Regions from separate parts of the Gossypium hirsutum genome. Here region 1 is linked to region 2. The links are chromatin contacts, called in public Hi-C maps. All regions are on one chromosome and are shown on one strand. The core of a region is the stretch at or near the end of the contact, and the rest is flanking DNA. Distances in the headings are between cores, read along the strand shown. Region 1 holds the start of LOC107891034. Region 2 holds the start of LOC107890970.

The links. Hi-C and Micro-C count contacts between places; a contact is called where the count stands out from the background.
Region 1: a contact with region 2 is called in a Hi-C map of leaf, with 2.8 times the contacts expected there. The contact joins the promoter of LOC107891034 here to the promoter of LOC107890970 in region 2. A contact is called at or near these places in 13 of 34 Hi-C or Micro-C datasets (callus, fibers, hypocotyl and 3 more).

The regions. Positions count from the first base shown.
Region 1 is chrA11:89,596,121-89,602,969 of Gossypium_hirsutum_v2.1, forward strand. LOC107891034 reads right to left here and starts at 1,477. Exons shown (of 7, transcript XM_041081970.1): 1 at 1,285-1,477; 2 at 1,015-1,187; 3 at 864-916; 4 at 664-778; 5 at 237-359. The coding sequence starts at 1,389. LOC107956832 (tRNA (guanine-N(7)-)-methyltransferase) reads left to right here and starts at 1,511. Exons shown (of 8, transcript XM_016892339.2): 1 at 1,511-2,011; 2 at 2,136-2,192; 3 at 2,338-2,413; 4 at 3,266-3,345; 5 at 3,507-3,556; 6 at 3,631-3,715; 7 at 3,792-3,890; 8 at 4,529-5,020. The coding sequence starts at 1,778. The coding sequence ends at 4,759. LOC107891059 (glycine-rich protein A3) reads left to right here and starts at 6,096. Exons shown (of 3, transcript XM_016815706.2): 1 at 6,096-6,335.
Region 2 is chrA11:89,385,654-89,392,180 of Gossypium_hirsutum_v2.1, forward strand. It overlaps LOC107890970, which reads left to right and starts at 2,056. Exons shown (of 6, transcript XM_016815593.2): 1 at 2,056-2,316; 2 at 2,697-2,867; 3 at 3,510-3,746; 4 at 4,378-4,467; 5 at 5,932-6,051; 6 at 6,352-6,527. The coding sequence starts at 2,077. The coding sequence ends at 6,396.

The DNA of each region.
Region 1 (6,849 bases), core at 227-2,726, 210 kb after region 2:
GATAGGTTGTCCCCTATAATATGTTGGAAGAGTTGACTGTTCAGGTATTTGGAAGGTTTTTTGAGTATCATCTTCCCATACGTTATTGTCCGCGTATGTGTCAGACAAGAAATTCAAGAAAAATTAGGAGTTGGAGCAACACGTGAACGAGTAAAATGAAAAAGGTATTTGGCAACTTGAATAGAGTGAAGTAGAACTAATGCAGAAACAGGAACAGGATCTGAGTTTGATTTTACCTCCCTGCAATGCATACATATTTCAACTCAGGAGTATAAACAGCTTTTTTGCAGTGTTGTTGAACATAATATAGTAGGCCCCTTGTTTGATCAATGACCCCTGGCAAACCTTTCGGAGGAGGCCTGCAAAATAGACCAAAATACATAGATAAGGCTTTTAAGCACTCTTCTCCCCTTCAGTCATTTGGAGGTTGAATGATTACAAAAGAAAGGAAAAGCCAGTGCTTGCAAATGGGATTACAGCAGTTGACCATCCAATCACCCTCTACTTCTCACTTTTCCAATACGATACATATTTTTAGGGTTATGATCCGCCAAATATACGAAAAGAAACTAAAAAAAATTACTAAAATCATTTGAACAAACAGAAGCTTCCGAGAGAAAAATAGTTGAGTATTGAAATAAAAGACCTACAAGTGGGGAGTACCAAGAGTGAGAAGCAAGGAGATGTGGGAGAGTCCAAATTCTTCCATGTAAAGACGAGCTAGCCACCCTCCAGCTGAGTGACCAATCACTGACAATTTCCCACCTACAATCACATGCTTTTATAGGTTTAGACGCATATTTGTATATAATATTTGCATTCGAGTCAGAACATTACTGAAAGGTAATGGCAAAGATTGATACCTTGTGCCAATTCCTTTGCTTCTTGAACTGCATCATCAACCCTCTTCAAATACCTGCTTTCACGCAATATCTAATCATTAACCAAATTTCTATGTTACAACTTGCATACGTTCTGCATTGTTTAAATCGAAAGGGATCTTAAGATAAATACCAGTCAAGAACAGGCCTAGGCTGCAAAGTGCCTTTCCAGTAGTTAGGGTCCACCAAGCCAGCTGCATTCCTCAGCCAATCAATTCTTGAAACATTAGCAACAACGGTGGACACTCCATACTCTTGCAAGGTGAACTCCAACTTCTTATAGTCACCTGTATTATTCCCTAACCCCTGAAATGAGAAAACCCAAAAAGAAAGGGGTCAAATGCAACAAAACATAAACATGTTTAAGCATAAGAAGAAGGTAATAAGCGCATGGAGAATTAACAGGAAGGATGACGGCAGGGCGGTAGTTGGTTGAAGAGGATGAGGAGAAGGTGGAAGTAGAGGAGCACTGGAGTTTGAAATTGAGTGGTGGCAAACCCAAAGCCATGTCTTCCACAAGTTATGGACTTGTTCTCCACTGGCTTGTACTGTTAAATGTGTTTGTGACATTTGCTGTTGTAACAAATACTATGAAGGTCTTCTTTTAACTGATACTTGGCAGGATATCCACCAAAGGTTCTGGATGGTTAAAGGACGTAGAGCATTTTTCATTTGTTTTTCTGGGAGGATTATGGGGTTTGATAATGATATGCCTTTGTCAATTAATTTAGATGTTCTTTTTTCTTTATAACATCAAAGAGGATACAGGCCTCTCTAAGGGGTTGAGCCCTTAAAACATAAGCCTACACCCAATCCAACAAACTTTGGAAGGAGGCCCGACCCTTTAGCACTGTTCGAAAAGTTGGAGGAAATGCCAGTGGAAGAAGGAATGTGAAATGGCTTCATCCCTTTGCTTAAACAGTTGTGCTGCTGTCCCAGGGGCTGCAAAACAAATTCTTTCCTCACTAATACTACTACACAAATTCCCTTCTTCTCTTGGCCACAAATATTGCATTTCCAAAACTTCTGCTTCCCTTTCAGTTCCCATTACAGATAAAAAGGAGATTAGGAGTACTGATCTGGTGGCTCTCGAGTATGCCGACCTTAACCTCACTGACAAGATTTCTCAGGTCCCCTCCATCCTCAACTTTTATCTTTTCATCATAATGGGTCATCAAGTTTTTCTTTTAATCATAATTTTTTCTTCTTTTTATGATAACGGTGGGTTCCCCTCCCCCCTTTATTCGGTTGCAGGAGTTGGGTCATGTAAGAATTAGGCAACATGTCAACCCTCTCAGTTCATCTTTCTCCGTGAGTTATTTATGAACTTTTGGGTTTCTTCTTATTGCTTTCTTGCAATGCAGTAGTGAACAGGTTATTTTCATTATCTCTTGTGTTAGATAAAAGAAGTAATGCTTTTGTCTTACTGGCTTCGTTTTTTCATGCTTCTGGGTAGGTGCCAGCACCTGTACCTAATTGGGATGAAGCCTTCAAGGATCCAACATTGCCACTTATGGTGGATATTGGAAGTGGTAAGTGGTAACCTCTCTATCCATTCAAAATATCTGCTAACTGATGCTATGCTATCCTTTTAATAACTCTTTTAGATCATGGAGAACTATGAAGAAATATTCCATTTATTATCCAATTAATGACGAGAACCCTTTTATCCTATGTTACCCATGTTCTTTCAATGTGATTTAAGGGTCCTTTGAGGGTTATATCTCCATATCCATGTTCGGATATGCATCCGACATAGGTGCTTAAAGAAAAATGATTTGTCAAAACAACATAAATTTTATCTATGCAGAGTCTGGGATAGGAAGTGGCTGTTTCTTTTATCTCCTGATTTTAAATCCTTGAGAACCTGAACCATCACCAAGATACTGGGATCCTTGTATAATAGATGAGCTTTTGCATTTTAATCCTCAAATGTTGATTGACAACATTGAAAAGCTACAGGAATTTTTAACCTGTAAATTGTTTACATTATCCAATAATGTATACCATTATGATATTGAGCAGGTAGGTTAAAGTTGGGGAAGAGTACCCAGTACTGTAGAGGCCTGGTGCCATGTTCCTTTAGCTATTTATTGTTTTCTGACTGGAGTTTTTCGAGCTTCAATATGGTGTCAATGGTTCAAACAGTTGCCTTTCATTCACATTCTTTTTTATCCAGTCGTCTTTGATAAGTATCTTTCTTTGATCGTCTTTGATAAGAATGTTAATGGTTAAAATTTTTTTTCATATCGTTCCTTATGTCTGCTGAAATTGGCTTCACAACTTAGTTATTAGCATTGTTGTCATAGGTATCTTACTTTTTGTTCACGGTAAAGCATGGACAAGTACTGATAAATCTAACAGCAGGAAAAAACATTTCTCAGGAAGTGGCAGATTTCTCTTATGGCTTGCGAAACAAAACCCTGATTCACAAAATTATTTGGGACTGGAAATACGAGCAAAAGTATGAGATAGAACTCCTCGGACTAGTGCTAATTTACTCTATAATTGTTTTGATTGAGTACATTTACATTTATCTGCTCTTCTTTCAGTGTTGGAGTTATGATAGATTGCCATATTGGTGGTTCATTTAATGTTAATAAAAAAATTTTGTTGGTCCTGCAGCTGGTTAAACGTGCTGAGTTTTGGGTAAAGGAGCTGGCTCTTAGTAACATGTAAGGCTTTTGAAACTTGTTTTTATTAAAAAACAGTATTATTGGGGATTTGATCATGTAAGCTTTTATTGCAGACATTTCATGTTCGCAAATGCTGCAGTTTCGTTCAAACAGTTAGCATCCACTTACCCTGGACCTTTGGCGCTTGTTTCAATATTGGTGAGTGTGCTTCTGCCCCTGGATCATTCCTTTTAATTTGGTAGGTTAAATGACAATACTTATGTGCTGTATGCAGTGCCCGGATCCTCATTTCAAGAAACGACATCATAAAAGAAGGGTTGTACAGACGCCTTTAGTCAATTCCATCTTAACCAGATTGATGCCTGAAGGAAAGGTATGCTCTTCCATTCACTTAGAATGATAATCAGCTTTTTCTTTGTGGCATGTAAATAGCATAACCTGTTTTAGACACTGTAAATCTATTTCTCAAACTTTCCTGTTTTATGTTGGGTCCTATGAATCTGATCTCAGGCTTTTTCAGTTAGCATTTTGAGGCTGCCAATTTCTGTTATGGTTACTGCTTATTCTAAATTATAAAGTAAATATCATGTGCAGTATGCCTTGATGGATCACCATTTGCTTGGACTATGGCATCGGAAATAGAACAAAAACGGATTGATGTAATTTATTGGGGCATTTAAGAATAGTCTTCGCTATATCAGTTCATAGAGATGTATATGGCTATATGCATGAATTGTTAGAAGGCACAGCCCAAAGAAAGATATCAGCAAGTGGGTTGTGAGCTGCGCAGGCACAAAAGTTTCTATTCCTCTGCATTTGCTTCCAAGTCTGCTAATTCTTATTACACAATTACATTTTAAAACTACACAAATCCACTTATCTCCTAAGAAGTCCATTTGGTAGCTTGGTGGGAGGGGTTTTGGCTACGTCTATCAAATAGAGCTTAAATCATCTACGTATATTCAAGCTCTAAAATGTTCTAATATAAGATTTATCACTGTATTTGGACAGGTTTTTATACAATCTGATGTCGTAGACGTTGCCGAAGACATGAGAAAGCAGTTTGATGAAGAGTCGGGTGTACTTCAACACATTGACACGGTTGACCCTAGCGTGTTATGTGACAATGAGGGATGGTTACTGAACAACCCAATGGGTATCAGGACGGAAAGAGAAATCCATGCTGAATTCGAAGGTGCGAAAATTTACCGGAGGTTGTACCAGAAAAGAAAAGGGTACTAGATTGAGGCCGTATGAATCTCATAGTGACATGAGAATACAGAGGCAACTTAAAAGGCTGAAAAAAGAATGGAGTGTGCATTGTAGGAATTTTGGTACTGCCTTGAGAGAATACATTTTGGAAGGTTATATTTTCATACTTAAATCCGTAAAATCGATATAAAAGGAAGGTCTTTTATTGACACGTTGAAGTGGCATGTAGTTTTTCCATTTTTTTTTCCTTGACATTACAAGACAATGATCAAATTTTAAATTTAGTTTTTAGACTATGTTGAAACTTGATATTTAATTTATATTTTTTAAAATTTTTTTATATTATTTAATCTTTTTATTTTTATAATGTTATTAGTTAGTTTAAATAATTCATATTATTTATCATTTAAATATAAATTTTAATGTTAATTCCTCTTAAGAATATTATAACAATAGAAAATAATTTTCTATTATGATGAGTTTGAATTAGTGTTTTTAAGAAAAATTAATCTTAATTTATATTTTGAATGTTATTTTTATTATTATATAATTTTTTTAAAATTTTGAAGAGTCACACTAAAGAAGTTAATAGGAATTTAATGATGGTAATGAATTGACCTAATTTTAAAAATTTAAAAAAAACTTAAATTTTTAAAATTAAAAATAAATAGATAAAATTTTAAATAAACGGAATATATAAAAACTTAAAATATATATTAAAATTTAAATGTTTACTGCATAAAATAAAATATGTATTGAAATGTGATGAAGTAAATAATAGTATGAAAATCAGGAGATGATGGCTTGAATTGACACTTTCAAAACAATGATGAAGTAAATAATAGTATGAAAATCAGGAGATGATGGCTTGAATTGACACTTTCAAAACAATCTTTTTCTACTTGGACGTAAAATGGAGAGAAAATCTTATATATATTCCCCATTTCTAATTCAGTATTGAAGCAGATTCCCAACAAACCACCTGCAACCATCTTTATTTCACAACATCCAATCTTCAATTATATAATAAACGAATACAACCAAAAAATTGAGAGGAAAAGCATGTGCCCACTATCAACGACTATTCGTCAATGTGCTTTGAGAAAATTATAAATTTAATATTAAACAAAAGATTTCATTTAATAAATATTAATTCAGTAAATAATAAAAATTAATTTATTCTAATTTAATCTTATTTAATTCTTTTCAATAATATCCTTTAATAGTCTACCAACTAAATTGATAAAGTTTATATAATAGAGGGACGTGTAGGGTGCATTTGCCAAAAAGAAAGTGAATATTCGTTAATGTGTAAGAGAAAAATCAAAGAAATAATATGAAAAGAAAAGAAAAGAAAAGCAACCGCGTCTTTTATATATATATATCACTTTTTTACATAAAAGCAACCGCGTTGAAGAAACGCAAAGCCAATCACGTCACCATTCAACAATAAATGGGATTTTAAAATTTAAATGATAATATCTTCATCTTTTTCCTATAAATATTGGGTAGAACAATTATGATAGGTAACTCATCCTCAAACATCCCCCGCCCCTAAAAAATCTCACTCATATAATTTAAATTCGAAGAATCTGCTACACCAAAGGTAAATCACAAAACCCATTTCTCTTCCTTACATCTTTTCTTTCCTTTTCAACAATTGCATCTTTTGCTTTCGATCCCAAATTCTGGGTTTCCTCTTCTGTCCATCAGTCAATTCATGTAAGCTTTCCCTTTCTTATTTTTGGTGTTTCTTTGATCTTTAATTTCCATATTTTTTCCCGATTTTACTAATTTAAATTTTTTTAATCTTTGTATTTTCTATGGATTTCTTTTTGTTTTAATTATTTTTGACATAAAATAACTTGAATTGGTTTTAAAAAAGTTGGTGCTTGCGGTGTTTAATCACTTTCTTCTTGTTTGTTTGTATTGTAAGTATATTCATGTGGTATTCTAATGTCGTGTCAAATTTCATTTGTTAGTTTGCAACATGGTTCTTGATCTGATACTATGATACTTTCTAACTTTTTTTTTTACTGTATAGAATCTGATCAAGTTAATCACGTTAGTTAATATCAGACTGAGTAGCACAATTAGATCATTAATTCATTGTTAATGGA
Region 2 (6,527 bases), core at 806-3,305:
ATCATATTGATGGTTGGAGTTGCTTAGGCTTAGAGGAATTCAAGAGTTTGTGCTTATTGATTAAGTTTTATTTCAGCCATTAATAGCTCATTTAAGCTGATCATTGTGACTATTCGGCTAGGCCTTTATCTAGCACTATAAATACTTGTAATCAGCTCATTGTAATGGACTTTTGCCAAATATATGAATCAAATTGATATTTGTGAGATTTTCAAATCTCTTTGTTTTCTTGGGACTGATTTGACTTATCGAGCATAACTTGTGGCGTTATTTCCTTTCTATTATTAATCGAACTTATCACTTTCTAGTGTGGCGTTCATTACATTTAGTTCCTATCACATTTGATAGTGTGTCAAGGTTTTGTGCTGTTTTCCCTAAACTGAATTCACCTAAGACCTATTTTGAGTTTCGGGTCAACAATCACATTATTTCCGGTTCATTCTCAAGCCTTAATCGAATTACCTATCTTTGCTTTACCATTTCGCAACCTTGTTTTAAGTCTATTTCTTTCTTCTCATTAGTCTATTTTGATTAAACTTAATTCATTTCTAAAACGATACAGCTCTTACTCAAATTCACGATTGGACAACAAATACTACTCGAGACATCTACAATCGAGTTCGTATCACAAAAGAGCCTAAGTATGGGGATCTACTCTTTGTATTTGTTTGTTGGAACCTTTGGCTTAGAAAGATCAAGATGATCTTTGACCCAAACTATGTGGAAGTTGAACGAGTGCTTGCGAGAAGCTTTAGATGAGAGATGAGACAAGAACTGCTATGGTGCAACAAAATTGTTACATGTGAATAAAGGGTAATGAGTTAGTCGACTAATTAGGGGGAATGACTTTTATGTGGTTGGTATAAGGTGAACATTGATGCTGCAAAAATGACCACTGAAGAGTTGGCTTCCGTTGAGAGGATCATATGGGATAGTAATAGCTAATGGGTTATGGAGTTCATACGATAGTGTGGAGCATGTATAGTTGGTGATTCGAAATTATGGGGAATTTACGATGGCTTGAGTTGTGCATAGGATATGGGTTTGAGGAAAGTTATTCTAGAGACAAACACTTTGAATGTACATTTATTAGAGAAAAGAATCAGTAATTCCATAACCAAATGCCTTAATGCGTGTAATTATGGCTATGTTTAGACGGAAATGGGATGTGTAAGTAGTCTATATTTATCATAAAGGGATTACACCACGGATGGGATGGCAAGTCTTGTTTTGGGTAGACCATATAGGGTATGTATAATAAAGAAGGCCCCTTTGACAATCATCCAACTGTTATAAGATGATGAAAATGGCATGGGTTTGAGAAAATGACTCTCACCTAGGTTAATTTGCTTTTAATTTTTAGGGTAAACTACACCATTAATCATTAAATTATAGTTATGTTTTTGTTTTGGTCACTGAACTATTCGAAAGTTTTCACTTAAGTCACAGAGCTATTCAAAATTTTTTATTTAAGTCACTAGGTTGTTAAGTTTTTCTTAAATGTTTCGCAAACGCTCTAAACGACGATTCGACGATTGGTACAATGAATCAGTATCCATCGACGAGTAGAAGAACATACCTTAAATCTAAGTCAATCTGACAGTTAGTGTTGAAGATCAGAGAAAAAAGTTGTTTGAATTTTGGTTCGCAGATTTGTGATATCCAAAATCGTTTAATGAAAAGAAAACTAAACTGTAGAAGAGAAGGAGAAAGAAAGCTTTCGATTGGTGCATGTAGTGCGAATAGAGAAAACTATATAACATCAATTTTAATAGCTCAAATGACTTAAATGAAAACTTTTGAATAGTTTAGTGATCAAATTGTACTTTTTTTAGTTAAGTGACTAAAACAATAATTTACTCATAGCTTGTGACTAATGATGTAATTTACCCTTACTTTTATTAAAAAATTAAAAAAAATTGAATTTAAATAATTAAATCATATCTATAGTTTTTCCCGGAGTTTTTTTGAAAAAGAAAAAGAATCAAATAGAATTTGTTTGATTGGATTAAGCCCAAGAACTTAGTATTCGGATAAATGTTACCCACCCGAATAAAAACGGGTCAAGTCCTAAACATGTCGTTTGAACCTCATAACCTGAAGCCAAGACGACGGGGAAAAAAAGAAAAGAAAAGAAAAATGGCGGAAGATACGTTGTATCTTCAACTGCACAAGCTTTCATCTGTAAAATCAGAGCAAATTCTGGACCAAATTTTAACAACACTATGGAAAACTCGAAGGTGCGGTCTTCGCCCGCCCGACAAGTCTCGGTTTCATTCTCTCCTTTCGCTCCCTTCCCTTCCCGACCTCGACCCTGTAATTTTCCTTCTTCTTTTTTTCCTTCGCACTTTCTCTGCAGCCAAACACGCTTCTTTCTTTGATTTGTTTTAGTGTAGTTTTTGTTTGAAGTGTTAAACCTTGAAACTTGGAAGTTAAACATTAAAAGGATTCCGCGTTTTAAATTTGTTGTTAATTTTGCTATTATTATTTATTTTTATAACTAAATATACACTTTACTTTTAACTTCTTGCTTTTGATTTTTTTTTCTTTTTCTTTTTGAAAATGTGAAGTGATAATCTAGCGGAGACTAAATTAGATTATAGGCTTATTGCAAATGATAAATGATTTTCTTTTCTTGATGTTTGTAGTGATAATTGATACTTGAATAATAATATGTCGAAAAATGTGATGAATAGGTATTGGCATGCCTTCGATTGCTTATCAGGAAATCTGTACATGAAAATTTCAATGGCGATGATCTTTTGAAGCTGTTTCCGCCTGATTTGTCACTTGATTTGCAAAGTCTTCTGGTTCTATTGTTGCAGAAATATCAGAGTCAATGGAAGGAAGAACTAGCAAAAGAACAGGTAAGTAGTAACTTATTTCATAATTTTTCAAAAAAAAAAATTTCTACATGCCTGTTTACTGCTATGCTAATGCGAGTTGGTGATTTGGGTGTTGTTATTTATTTTTAATATTTTTTGCAATATTTAAGCAACTTATGATTGTGGTTTAAACAGAATTCAGTGCCTTACAGTCAATGTGAATTGGGGACATATAAGCTGATTCATTAGCGACTTGTTACTTTTACACAGCTGTTATATTCAGGGGTCGTTACAAGCTGCAACAAGTGTTTCACCTTGAGGATCTTTGTGATAGTTATTCAAATTGAATTCAAAACCTTTTATTCAATGTATGTAGAGGCTATATTATTGATTTATTAATGGCTTGATACTTTCACACAAATCCAAAAAAATCTAGGATGTTGCAATTTGTCCCGAAAAAGTTTAGGAAATATTTTACTTAAAAAGATGAGAGTGATTTTTATAGCTAAGCTTTCTGATGTATAATATACTCTAATTAATAGTTTTAGACTGTTTACAATATCTACTGAAAGCCGGTTTTGCAAGGTAATGTAATGGCTATTCTCTCTTCCCCCCCCCCCCCCCTTAATTCTCATCTTATTTAATTTTTGGTTGTAATGCCTTGTTGATATTCATCTTATCTAGCATCCACATTCATTGCCAAGGACCAGTGTTTCCTATCAGATAAGGGCAAACGCACCACCATCTTTCACACCATTGCCATATTCTGATATTCCAACTTCCTTGTGGTCTCGTCAAGATGATCCTAGTACCAGCACTAATCTTGGTGATTTTGGGGCTTCACCAATCATTGCTGACGCAGCTGGTTTTCATCTGGCTCCCTTGCTAATGCAACAGGATGCTGGTCCTCCAGACAATCTGGTATATAGAACTTCTTATTTGTTCATTAGTTTCTTCTTCAATAAATCTAAATATAATTAGTTAATGTTCATACATTTCATGTATTTGTACTCGTCAATTAATCATCTCCCTTTTCCAGCTACCTCTTGGATTACTGTCTCTTTCCTTGCAATGATGAAATTTGTGCAGCAACTTTTCCCCCACATTACCATTAATCCTCAACTAGTCTAAATCAAACACATGCTTCTTATTAAAAGTTATCTTTGTGTTAAGGAAAGGAGTTCAGTATAATTTATTTTGGTTAAAGGTATATTCGTCTCCTTTCTCAAATAGTTGAAAGCTCTGACTTGCCTGTATAGACATGAATGTAAGATTGCTATTTCTTTTGATATGGCAGCTGGTCTGAGTTTCCTACTTGGGTTCAATTCTTGATTGAGACTTAATTAGCTTTATCCGAATGCTTATTACCCTCTTTCTTCCATTTAACTAATATCGTTTGTTCACCCTAATTCTATTGATTATTGTTGTTTTCTCCTTAAACCACATCAGATTTCTTAAGCCAAAAATATGTAAATGAATTAGCTATCACACTTTATTTCTTTCTGGCTCATTTTATATATTTCTTGACGTGTCTTATTTAATTTGGTTATAGGAAGTTTTACCCCGGCTTAAGTCAATGACATGGACCGTGGAGAATCTCAACTCAGCGCCAGCCAATAAAGCAGCTATTATCCATCTTAAGGTATGTGAATCGTGTATGGCAACAACCATCCAGACTCCATCATTGTGAACACCAGAATGGTTCCCTTTTTCTGATATTCAGAAAGATCTTATTTGAGGAACATTTTACATGTTGCCAACACAGAGACTTAATGTTCTTCCAAAATTCTATGTGCTATTAACTTTTAGTGAAAGCGTAACAAGAATTATTAGAGAATTAATGATGCTTAGACTTTAAGAGCACTGGGAAAATCGACAAAATAAGTTTCATGAAGTTGTTATGACCAGATAAAAACATGCTCTGGAGTCTGTCCTCTGTTCATGGAAGTGCTTTTCTATGCCTCTACTTCCAGCTACCCCACATCCAAGAAGGGGAAAATAGAAAAGGGAAAAAAATTCTAATGTCCTTCTTCCTACCCCTCCTTGTTCTTACTAATCAGCTTTAGGACAATATAAGGTGTCAGCTGGTGCTCTAAATGCACATAAATAGTATCCGATTAAGGTCTTCATTAGGCTGGTACGCTTTGATTTTATTGATTGGGGCCATTTTGATTCTTGTGTGAATTTTTTTTCCGACTTTAGATATAAGAATACACAATGGAGGATATAGGATTGGTTAATAAATGCTTATTTACTGATGGTTACCATTACTTGCTCCCTTTAAATTGTTTGATCCAGAGTACTTGGTCAATTGCTCATTTACTACATCAAATTGGTTGGGCTCTCGTAATGAAGACTCTGGTCTTACATTTTGGTTTGGGCTTATTTTTTTTGCTAAGCGTGATAGGCTGAGACTTTTGCATGTTGTATACCATTTTTCCGACTTTTTTGCTATGATAGTTGGAGATGGTAAATGTAGAACATTGTCAATTTTATTTTGCCAAGAAAGCAAGGAGTAAAACCTGTTTATTGTCCATAAATTCCCCTAATTGCGTGTTACTTTGTAGGAAGGGTATCCATGCTCTTAAAACAAAGGCCAGCTACAAATCCTGGTGATGTGGTTAAGGAGAATATTGAACACTAGAGAACTTAGTGTTATAGAAAGCCTCTAAGTTTCTTATTAACTCAAAGGAAAAAATAAAAAAAATAAAAAAATAAAAAAAACTGTTGCTGTAAATCTGTTACAGCATATATAGAATAGACTTCATTGCAAGCAAAGTAACTGGACTTTCTTTCAAATAAAGTTTTATTATTAGTCCTAGATTTAACCTCAAGAAATAATAATCTAGCTATCCAAAAAAGATACCTAATTCTTTAAACTAAATATTAAAAAAAACTGAAATAATAAAATAAAATAAAATATTTTAAAATTAAGCTCCTGCATCACCTGTCATTGAAATAATTATTTTGGTTCTTTGATGAATGAGGCATTTCTTCTAATGAGAATTTCTTTGCTACAATCAAGTTTCTCATCCATTTAAGTTGGTAAATTCTTATTTCTTACAAGTGGTTAATGACTTATTTCTTTTCTCATCCCTGCGGGCAGCTTCAAGATTATACCAAGTCTCCTTCAGGAGAGAGAGAAGTGAAATTTCAGCTGACTAAAGACACACTTGAAGCTATGTTGAGATCATTGACTTACATCAGCGAACAACTTTCAAACATGGTAAGAATGCCCTTTTGTATCTTATTATGGACCTAAACATTATGGTCATTATTATTAGTAAGAGTTTGGAGGAGTAGGAGATTGGTATTTGGGTGTTCAAGGTGAGCCTTGAGTGCTGTTGCATTCTTCTTGTCATGCTTTTGGTTTTAAAGTCCGTTAGCTATGCTCTACTCCTTTAGTTTACCACCCTGCATGTAACGATTGTATTTGGAATCTTAAATTCTTGTTCATTTCTCTCTCTTATTGGGATATTCTTGAGGAACATTATGCCTAGTTTGTTTTTGTCTTTTTATTTATCAGACTGGGACTTCCTCAGAGCCGGCACAGAAAAAGCAAAAGCAATAGGACTATATGGCCATAGTTCATTTCTTGTCTCTTTATTTTCTGTACTGACATTATATATAGATTCATTTTGGAGTTATCCACTAAGGTTAGCATAGCGTAGATATCGAACTGATTTCTAAGTGCATGTTCAA